2 separate regions of the Zea mays genome follow, and region 2 is linked to region 1. A link is a contact called in public Hi-C data. All regions are on one chromosome and are shown on one strand. Each heading gives the region's core, a stretch centred on a gene start, on an enhancer-like site or on the middle of the called end of the contact. The rest is flanking DNA. Distances are from core to core; before and after follow the strand shown.

Region 1 (4,564 bases), core at 1,412-3,911:
CAAGCGAGGAACAGTGTGCTGATGGGTACAAAGGTAACACATGCTCAGGTCTTAACATGTTTGGCTTCCGAGCAAACTTTCTCCAGAGCCCCAAGAAAATATAAGATTCGATCAGATATGTGTCGATGCTCATCCCAGCGTACTCCCGTTGCAACGCACGGGCACACACCTATAAGTAACAAGAAAGACCAGAAAAGCTGCGACGGTTTTTTGGCAGCGCCACATCTTATCGCTTGTTCAGTTGAAACCACGAACGTTCAGAGCTCGCCGTCGACACAGCCATTCCGGCGGTCGGCACCAACATCCTGCGCTCAAGCTCAAGCTAGCGCATCGTGGTGCGCTCGGATCGGCCGGTAACCGTCCGCGGCCTCCTGCGGTCAAGCTCGCCAAGGTGAGAAGCGTCCTCCGGTGAGTCTTCCTCTCTCTTCCTTTCATATCCCATTGCGCACTTGTTGCCCTATATGGTGGCCGGGCTGCGGCATCCATCGCTGCGTCATCCATCGGCGAGCAGCCTCAGCCATGGTGGTCGGGCTCTCCTCTACGCGCTATATAGCTCCTGCACCACCCTTTCTCCTCCCTCGGCGGGCTCCGGCTGTCCCTGTGTCTCTGGTGTGCAGCATCCTTCGACCCGTGATAGGACGCTTAGTTCGCCGTGCTGACACCGCGCCACGCCGTCGCACGTCCACCTCCTGTGCGGCGCGCGTGGGGGCTACGTCTGCGTGCACTCGCCCTTAGGGCTCACTATCGTGGCCGATCCACTCAGCACGGCCGGATGCGTCGCGTTGGATGCCCTAGCGTGGCCTGCTCCCGTGCGTGAGGTAGACAGAGAGCAGACTTGTAGCCGTAAAAAGCCTTGCCAGTGGCAGGCCTGCTTAGCCAGTGCGAGCCAGACCACGTCCATATAGCAACCAAACGCGTAATATCTGCTACATATATGAAGGACGGGCAGTGCGTGCGGCCGCGCTTGCCGTTTGCGTTGCAGGCCGTGTTTGCGTTGCGGCGATCTGTAGGCCACACGCTTGTCGTTTGCGTTGCAGGCCGTGTTTGCGTTGCGTCGATCTGCAGGCCGCGCTCTCGCTTCCACGTGATCTCTATGTCATCACGGACAGCTTGCGGATGTCATCCTCTATCTCATAACTGCATAACACATATTTGTATATATAAGTTATCGAAATATTATTTATTCCCGTTGCAACGCACGAGCACTGACCTAGTGATATTCATAAGTGAGAAACTTTCTCCAAAGTGGTATTTCACCAATTCTTATTTTCTTTTCTTAATTTATTTTCCTACTTTTATTTTCTACCATCTAAGGCCTTGTTCGGTTATTCCTAATACACATGAATTGGATAAGATTAGAAAAAATTCTTAAGAAGTTTGACTTGTTTAAGAAGTTCCCAGTGAGGCTGTCACTAGGCTGCAGGTGGCAGGAAAAGCCCTGCTCTTCGCAGCTAACTAGATAAAATGTGCTTCAAATGATAGAAAATAAAAACAAAATAGAAAATAGATGAAATAAGAGTGAAATACTATTTTAAAGCAGGAGCGGATTTAGATAAAACAATCATTGGTGTCATCTCAATTAAATTATAAAATCATCAATTCATTTAAGTGCTAGCAAACATATATTCTAATGTAGATTAATAAAATTTATTGGTGTCATGGACACCAAAAAAGGCCCAGATCCGTTCCTGTTTTAAAGAAGGTACTCACTTATAAGCAGCATTATAGAGAAATACAATTTATAAGTACTATTGTAGAGAAGCCACTAATTACGGGTATTATAATAGCAAAAAAAACTCATTGTCGACACAAGGAGCGGCCTCTGCTATATGTACAGTCTCTCAAGGATCACCCCTACGTACGCGTCTGGCTGGCCTGACTACACCGGCAAAGACCAATACGAGTTGGAACAGCAACACATCATCTTGGATGGTGATCTTCGAGCGACCCTATTCTCTATGCCATCCAATCCAAGGCCAGAGTCTGAGAGATCAGAGAAGCGCACGCGCTGCAGCAGAGCCCACATGCTCGCTCCACCTGATGCTCAGCATGTGCTCCGTGCTCGCTCTGAGCACGCCCGCACGGCGGGAACCTGGCCGCGAAGATGCGCGAGGTTCGCTCTCGCTCGTCACGCGGCGCGGTGCGGTGCGGTGCAGGCGTGCAGGCGTGCAGCACTAGCACGCATCTCTCTTGCCACTGTGTTGCCAGTTGCCACCGCAGAGGATCCTTGCCCGGGTACAATCTCATCATCGTCTTCGTCATCAGTGATGATTCGGCAGGGTCAGTGCTGCATCTGGAGTAGAATCGTCCCGCATTTGCGAATTGATTAGTTGGAAATAGCAGGCAGGATCATTAGGGGCCTCCGAGTCCCACCACTAAAAAAGTGCACCCCACTTTTTTTTTGGATCCACTAAAAAAGTGCCCACAATCCGCAGGGCAGCCGCGCCCACACGTCAGAGACGAAGACGCCGGCGGCCGCACCTCCCTCCTCGCCGCCGCCCCGGCGGCTTCTAGCTTCTGCTGCCGATGCCGATGGCGCTATTGTCTCGCGGATTGATGGGTGCCACGCGCACTTCAACGCGCCGTGCTCACACGGCGCTGGCGCCCGGGCCCCACAGCACCGCTTTATAAGTAACCAGCACGCGCTGCCCCCTCCCCTCCTCCCCCGGTCTCACTCACACTCCTTCATCGGGCTCGGCCCGCGCGGTCGTGAGTTCGTGACTGCGGAGGAAGTAGCGCAGGCGAAAAGGCTGCAGCAGTGGACGGCGGCGAACCCTAGCCTAGCTCCGCGAGGTGAGTGGTTCAGTTCGACGGCTGGCGCCCGCGTATGGGGCTGCGCGATTCCCGCTGACTTCCTTTCTGGTGGATTTTGGCAAGTGCGTTGGCGGTTTGATTCGATGGCCGTGGCGTCGCGGCTCGCGGTCACGCGTGTGTCGCCGGCGGACGGCGCGCGCCCCGCGGCGGCGGCGGGGAGGAGGAGTGGGCTCGCGGTGGTTCGGCTCCCGCCGACCGACAGCAGGGGGAGAAGGAGGAGGCGCGGCGGGGCCGTCGCGGCCAGCCCCCCGACGGAGGAGGTCGTGCAGATGACGGAGCCGCTCACCAAGGAGGACCTCGTCGCCTACCTCGTCTCCGGGTGCAAGCCCAAGGAGAACTGGAGGTTAGAAGCTTCCATATGCACATGCTCCTTCATTTGTTTGTTTATTAGTTTTTTTTTGCTTCTTGAAATGATACCTGTCATAAGTTCTTATATATAGCCAACTGTTGCCATGAAAAATTGATCACGCGACACCACGATAACTATAGTTCGTGCGACTAGTTTTCAGGGGTTCCTCACTTTCGTGGAGGAGAGCGGACTGTTTTTAGCGCAAAACAGCATAGATTACCAATCCCTAATGCATATTAGTGTGCAAAAAAGCAAAGATTAGGTTCTCTTTGTCGATGCAGAAGCTTTGCTTTTGACACCTTTGGCTCCATGCACTCTCGGCTCGCCCACGTGTCCCAAAGTAGTCCTATGAGGGTTCAATGATCAGATATAGATTTTCTGTCAGGTCAAGTTAACAATCTTGACATGAAACACCATCTAAACACTAAAAAAAGGGGCGCACCCAGTGCCGTAGGCTTCCCGCACTGTGTAGGTCTAGGAAAGGGTATATTTAAGCGCCAAGCCTTACCCGCATAATATGCAGAGGCTGGGGCTCGAACCCGGGACCTTCCGGTTACAGACGGTAGGCTCTACCACCGCACCAGGCCCTAAACCATCTAAACACTAACTTTGTTATTTTGGACCTTTCCCCGCACATGAACTCAAGCATGCCTCATGTGGTAGCTAGTCTCCATACTGGATGCAAACCTGAACAGGAGATACATGCTAGTAGCTTTGACTTGATGAAAACACTATATTGCTCCCTCATGACCTCGAATCATGACTCGGTTGCATCCTGTGGTCGATGTCTCAGCCAAGTATCTCGCTTGGGCTCACACATATTCCAACCTGCCACAAGTCTTATGCAGTGTGTATCAGCTCATTAACTTGATTATAACGATTAAATAAATTTGGCTGATCAAATAAACTAACTTGGCAAGTTACATTGTCAACACCAACAACGCTGTCTAGCTCTAACATTGAGGTTACTTTCAAGTGCTTACGACAGTGCCAACGATTGAGATGGATTAGTGCCCCTTTTAGTGATGAGCCGTGAGCCGGCTCTAGCGCGTACTTTGTACTAGGATGGATTCATCAGTGTGATGATCACTTGGCCATCGTTTTATCTTGTAGCTGTGTTCATGTTATTTGAGCAATGATAATTTGATATGTCTCGGTATTTATTAAAGATGCCCTTGTATTTTCTTTTTCAAAAAAGGAAGATATGTTTCAATTGGCTGTTCAGTAAGTTCATCCCCAAAGTAAACATCTGTCCTTTACAGAATTGGCACGGAGCATGAAAAGTTTGGTTTTGAAGTCGACACATTACGCCCTATAAAATATGATCAGATTCGTGACATACTGAACGGGCTCGCTGAGAGATTTGATTGGGAGAAGATAATGGAAGGAAACATTGTTATC
Region 2 (4,366 bases), core at 479-2,978, 180 kb before region 1:
CAGATTCTCCTAAGTGAGCACATTCTAGAACATAATAGTTTCACAATATTTTATCTGTAGCTCCCACAATCGTTCACCGAAGTTCGAAAATCTCTCCAACCCTGACGAGCAATTACTTACTATCCATTTATCTCCAAAGGCATCCCAGGTCACCGCCCACGACTTGCTCGCGAGAGCTTCATTTCCGGATTATCATTCGGATCAATGTTGCTAATCTTAAAAAAAACTCTGACTCCGGCGAACACCTTCTCTGGTGCGTCTTCCATTGTTTCGTCTTTTTTTTTTCATTTTCACTTAAGTATGGCGCAGCCCTTCTTCCTCATCGGTATCTACCCCTACTGCGACTGAGCCTCCTCTTTTTGGCTGATTCCCTCTCCTTTCTTTCTCCCCATGGCTAATATCCACTATTTTTTAAGAAAGAAGACAAATTTGATGATGACTACACCAAATCTCTTCTATTCGAATATTCGATCCTCTGTACCCGCGAACCTCTATATAGTCCCGAGCCAACCAATCAGCAGAACATGCCCACGTCATTTAATCCACTTTTTTTAATACTAAATATATGATATTTTTGGCATTACACATCTGTTTTAACATGATCAAGTCGTGTTACTTCGTATTAATATTGCCTACGCATTAGTAACATTATTTTTATATTGTCACATGTTTTCATAAATAATTAAATATTTATTTAACTTATGTTTATTAGATTAACTTTTCTAATCAAAGTTAATATAATATTTTAATCTGATACGTTTATAATTAGAATTTGTCTATAATTATTATTATAATTAGAATCTGGTACGTCTATAATCAAAGTTAATATAATATTTCAACCTCTCCAAGACGTGAAGGAAGATGCTCCTCCGCATATGGTACCTTTAACAAAAATAAAACAACGGGTAGATGCACAGGTCGTTAAAATAGTCTTGGATCAACCAGTCGTGGTTGGATACACAGTTGTAGTCGATATATCTTTGATGTTATCTTGTTCGCCTCCTCAATATGGAAGACTCAAAGGCAAACTCCACCGCCTGCTGCATTAAAGTTTGCTACATCAACCTGATCACTTCTTCTTTGATTATGTCGATGTCCGAGCTGAACGAAGACATTGCAACAACGCTTTGTTTGAATAAAATGAGGGTGAGATGAGTATGAAATGGTGGAAGAAAAAAAAATATAAGTGTGAGTTGTGTGAGTGAGCTCAAACACTCCCTCTACTTATAAGTTGATTTTTTTTAAAAAAAATCAAAACGGAGAAAACAGCGTCAACCAATAAGATCACACCATGTCATCAGTAGGTAACCAATACCGATTGGTGCTGAACAATAACAACAAACACTGTAGTACTAATCGCTAATAGTGCCATGTCAGCGGTCACGAATGACCAACGGTAGCCGCGGGCACCCGTCTTAGATTATCTCTAGTAGCTTACTTATCCTCATCTCTTATTTTAAAACTCCAACATGTAAACAAATACAAAACAATGTTTTACACGCCATATTACGATCTTATGACCATAGCCTTATAACAGTAGCAACTAGCAAGTCGGGTATAAGAAATTATAGAGAATTGAATATATTTGAACTCAAAGAGGTGAGTATCGAACCCCTCACCCCCACACATACACACCAAACACCCCACACATACACAAAAAAAGGAAAGATAAAAAATCGTAGGATAGAAGAGCATTAAAGCAAAACAACCGGCCAATTACATGTACCAACCAAAATCCAAAAACCTCGTCAGTTTGGGAACAGCGGAAAACCGGCCCCCCGCCCGCCTGCTAGGTGCTAGCAACAGCAGTCGCCGCCGATGGGGGTGGACTACTACAAGGTGCTGGGCGTCGGCCGCGGCGCCACCGACGACGAGCTCAAGAAGGCCTACCGCCGCCTAGCCATGAAGTACCATCCCGATAAGAACCCTACGCCGCAGGCCGACACCCTCTTCAAGCAGGTCTCCGAGGCCTACGACGTCCGTACACATCCCTCCCCTCGTCCTCCATTACCGTCGGGAAACCCCATCTGCTTGACCTGTTGGCTCCCCTCTCGCAGGTGCTCAGCGACCCGCAGAAGCGAGCCATCTACGACCAGTACGGCGAGGAAGGCCTCAAGGCCGGCGCGCCTCCGCCCGCCGCCTCCACGCACGGCGCCGGCGCCGGCGTCCACAGGTTCCGCTTCAACACGAGGAGCGCCGAGGAGATCTTCTCCGAGATATTCGGCGGCGGGTTTGCTGGGGCAGGCCCCCGTACCCCCGGCGGCGGCGTCCCCTCCGGGTTCCCGATGTTCGGCGGCGCTGCTGGGGCAGGGGAGGCGTCGAGCGCGGCGTCGCAGAGGAAGGCGCCGCCGATCGAGCGGCCGCTGGCTTGCACCTTGGAGGACCTGTACAAAGGGGCCACTAAGAAGATGAAGATCTCTAGGGATGTCCTTGACGCCACCGGGTGAGACCGCAGATTACTTGCCCAATTTGTTTCCTGCAGAATACAGATTGACCACATGTTCTAGCATTCTGTTCTTCTGTAAAGGAGAAAATTGGATTTTTGGGATTCCAAATAGTGTGCTTGTGCTTCGCACTTTTGCCGTTGTAACATTGACATAGCAAAAATAGGACTCAAAACATGCCGCACTTTTCAAGTGGCAAAAGTGCGAATCATATTATTTGGAGTCCCAAAAACCCAATCTTCCCTCTGAGTTTTGACTTCGATTGGCACATTGTGCTTGCACATTAGAATTTTTAGGGCAACGAAACTGAGGAGCATGAGAGGAAAGGTTAACCAGAGAGAAAAACTTGAGGGGGATAGTAGACATGACTAAAGAGGTGGAGATAAGGCAAGAACAAAAAAGTGTGGTTTAATCTGTCTTATGTCGCCTTTCTGTTATGACAGTAATTGTGTATAAGGCATACACACGCGTGCAAGCAAACAATACTCTATCATCACCACCCATGGAACATGTGCACCTAAACGCATTAAGAATTTATCAGAGGCATCTATGGTCTCATAGTGTACATACTTTGCAACTGATTTCTGCATAGTCAGGCTGGTGGGCTGAGTGCACACCGGCACTCACTCATAGGCAAATGACCACAGCTTTGCTGTCTGATTTATCATATTGGCTCAAGTCTGCATCAATCTTATTTCTCCACAACTCTCATGTACTGAATAATGGCGTCATTTCAGCTTTTGTTGCCCCTTGATACTTTCTGATTCTTTTGGGCGCTAAACAAGGTATTCTGACCTTGTCCTATGCACTTTAACCAGAGCTCTATGATGTGCTTCCCAAGGTGGCCATGCTGACTCTGTTGTTAGCTTTTAATCTTAACCATCATTCTTGATTCATATGGAGTTGGCAATATTCTTCGGATATGATATGATGGTGGCATGACGGTGCATACTGCATAATTTGTTCCACATTGGGATATCCAATTTATGTCCAGCTCAACATCTATGCTCTGTTCTTAATTCTTGCACTATGATTTTCTTGATTTTTTTTTTGAAATGAAGTGATTTGCTTGAGTTTTTTTTAAAAGGAGTGGTTATTTGAGTTAATCATGTTTTCTATCCTGTTTTTGTTTTATCCTCATGAGTATGCATTTTGGGACATTGCTAACAGGATTGCGTTTGGTGATGCTTTTCCTTGTTATTGGCTGTTCTCGTTACCTTGTCTATTTTTATTACCAACCAAAATAAATAAATAAAGAATTCATGTTGTGACCTAAAACAATTCCAAATATCAGCAGCCTCGCTTCCTTGCTATTTCTAGAATGCCACATAAATATCGTTGGTAGGATTTCTTGACAATTTCGTATCCATGTATTTGACCATTAACTTGTGCGACTGTAATGATGCCCTACCTCATGCTTACAGCTGCAGTTAAAGATTCAACTCAAAATGTAGTTTGAAGGGTTCAAATTATAGATGTCATAACTCATAACGCAAAATGGTTGGGGTAAGACAGTAGCTTCTTCAGTACAGGGACTAAGAGGCTGAGTTTCTGTCCTAAACGCACACACAGTACAAGGATATTAGAGCGTCCAGAAGCATTCATAATTTTGCTAGCCACACTTTTAAATTGGACTGATGATTTACTGATTTAGTAAAAATCGCTGGAGGTGGACAGCTGTGACTAATGTCTGAACTCAGGGTTGATCTATTGTGGTGCAGTTTTTTTTGGATTTAATGTATTGCGTTTATTACTTCATGGGTACTGAACACATGAATACTGATGGGAGCACTTGTTGAATTATGAATATTTGATATGTTACTCGTTTTGAATGAAGTAGCTAGTTCATGATGGAAAATAAAATATTTCACATGGACATTGAGGGACCTGTGATTCTGATTAAAGTATGAAACACAAGTACA

Evidence for each region. Hi-C and Micro-C count contacts between places; a contact is called where the count stands out from the background.
Region 2: a contact with region 1 is called in a Hi-C map of leaf, with 5 times the contacts expected there. The contact joins the promoter of LOC100283703 here to the promoter of LOC100381846 in region 1. A contact is called at or near these places in 7 of 25 Hi-C or Micro-C datasets (bundle sheath, ear, leaf and 1 more) and 1 of 3 datasets of contacts at active chromatin or transcription factors (leaf).

Annotation. Positions count from the first base shown.
Region 1 is chr8:134,529,036-134,533,599 of Zm-B73-REFERENCE-NAM-5.0, reverse strand. LOC100381846 reads left to right here and starts at 2,661. Exons shown (of 16, transcript NM_001361545.1): 1 at 2,661-2,793; 2 at 2,878-3,157; 3 at 4,426-4,564. The coding sequence starts at 2,898.
Region 2 is chr8:134,711,133-134,715,498 of Zm-B73-REFERENCE-NAM-5.0, reverse strand. It overlaps LOC100283703, which reads left to right and starts at 1,728. Exons shown (of 3, transcript NM_001156602.2): 1 at 1,728-1,977; 2 at 2,058-2,443. The coding sequence starts at 1,819.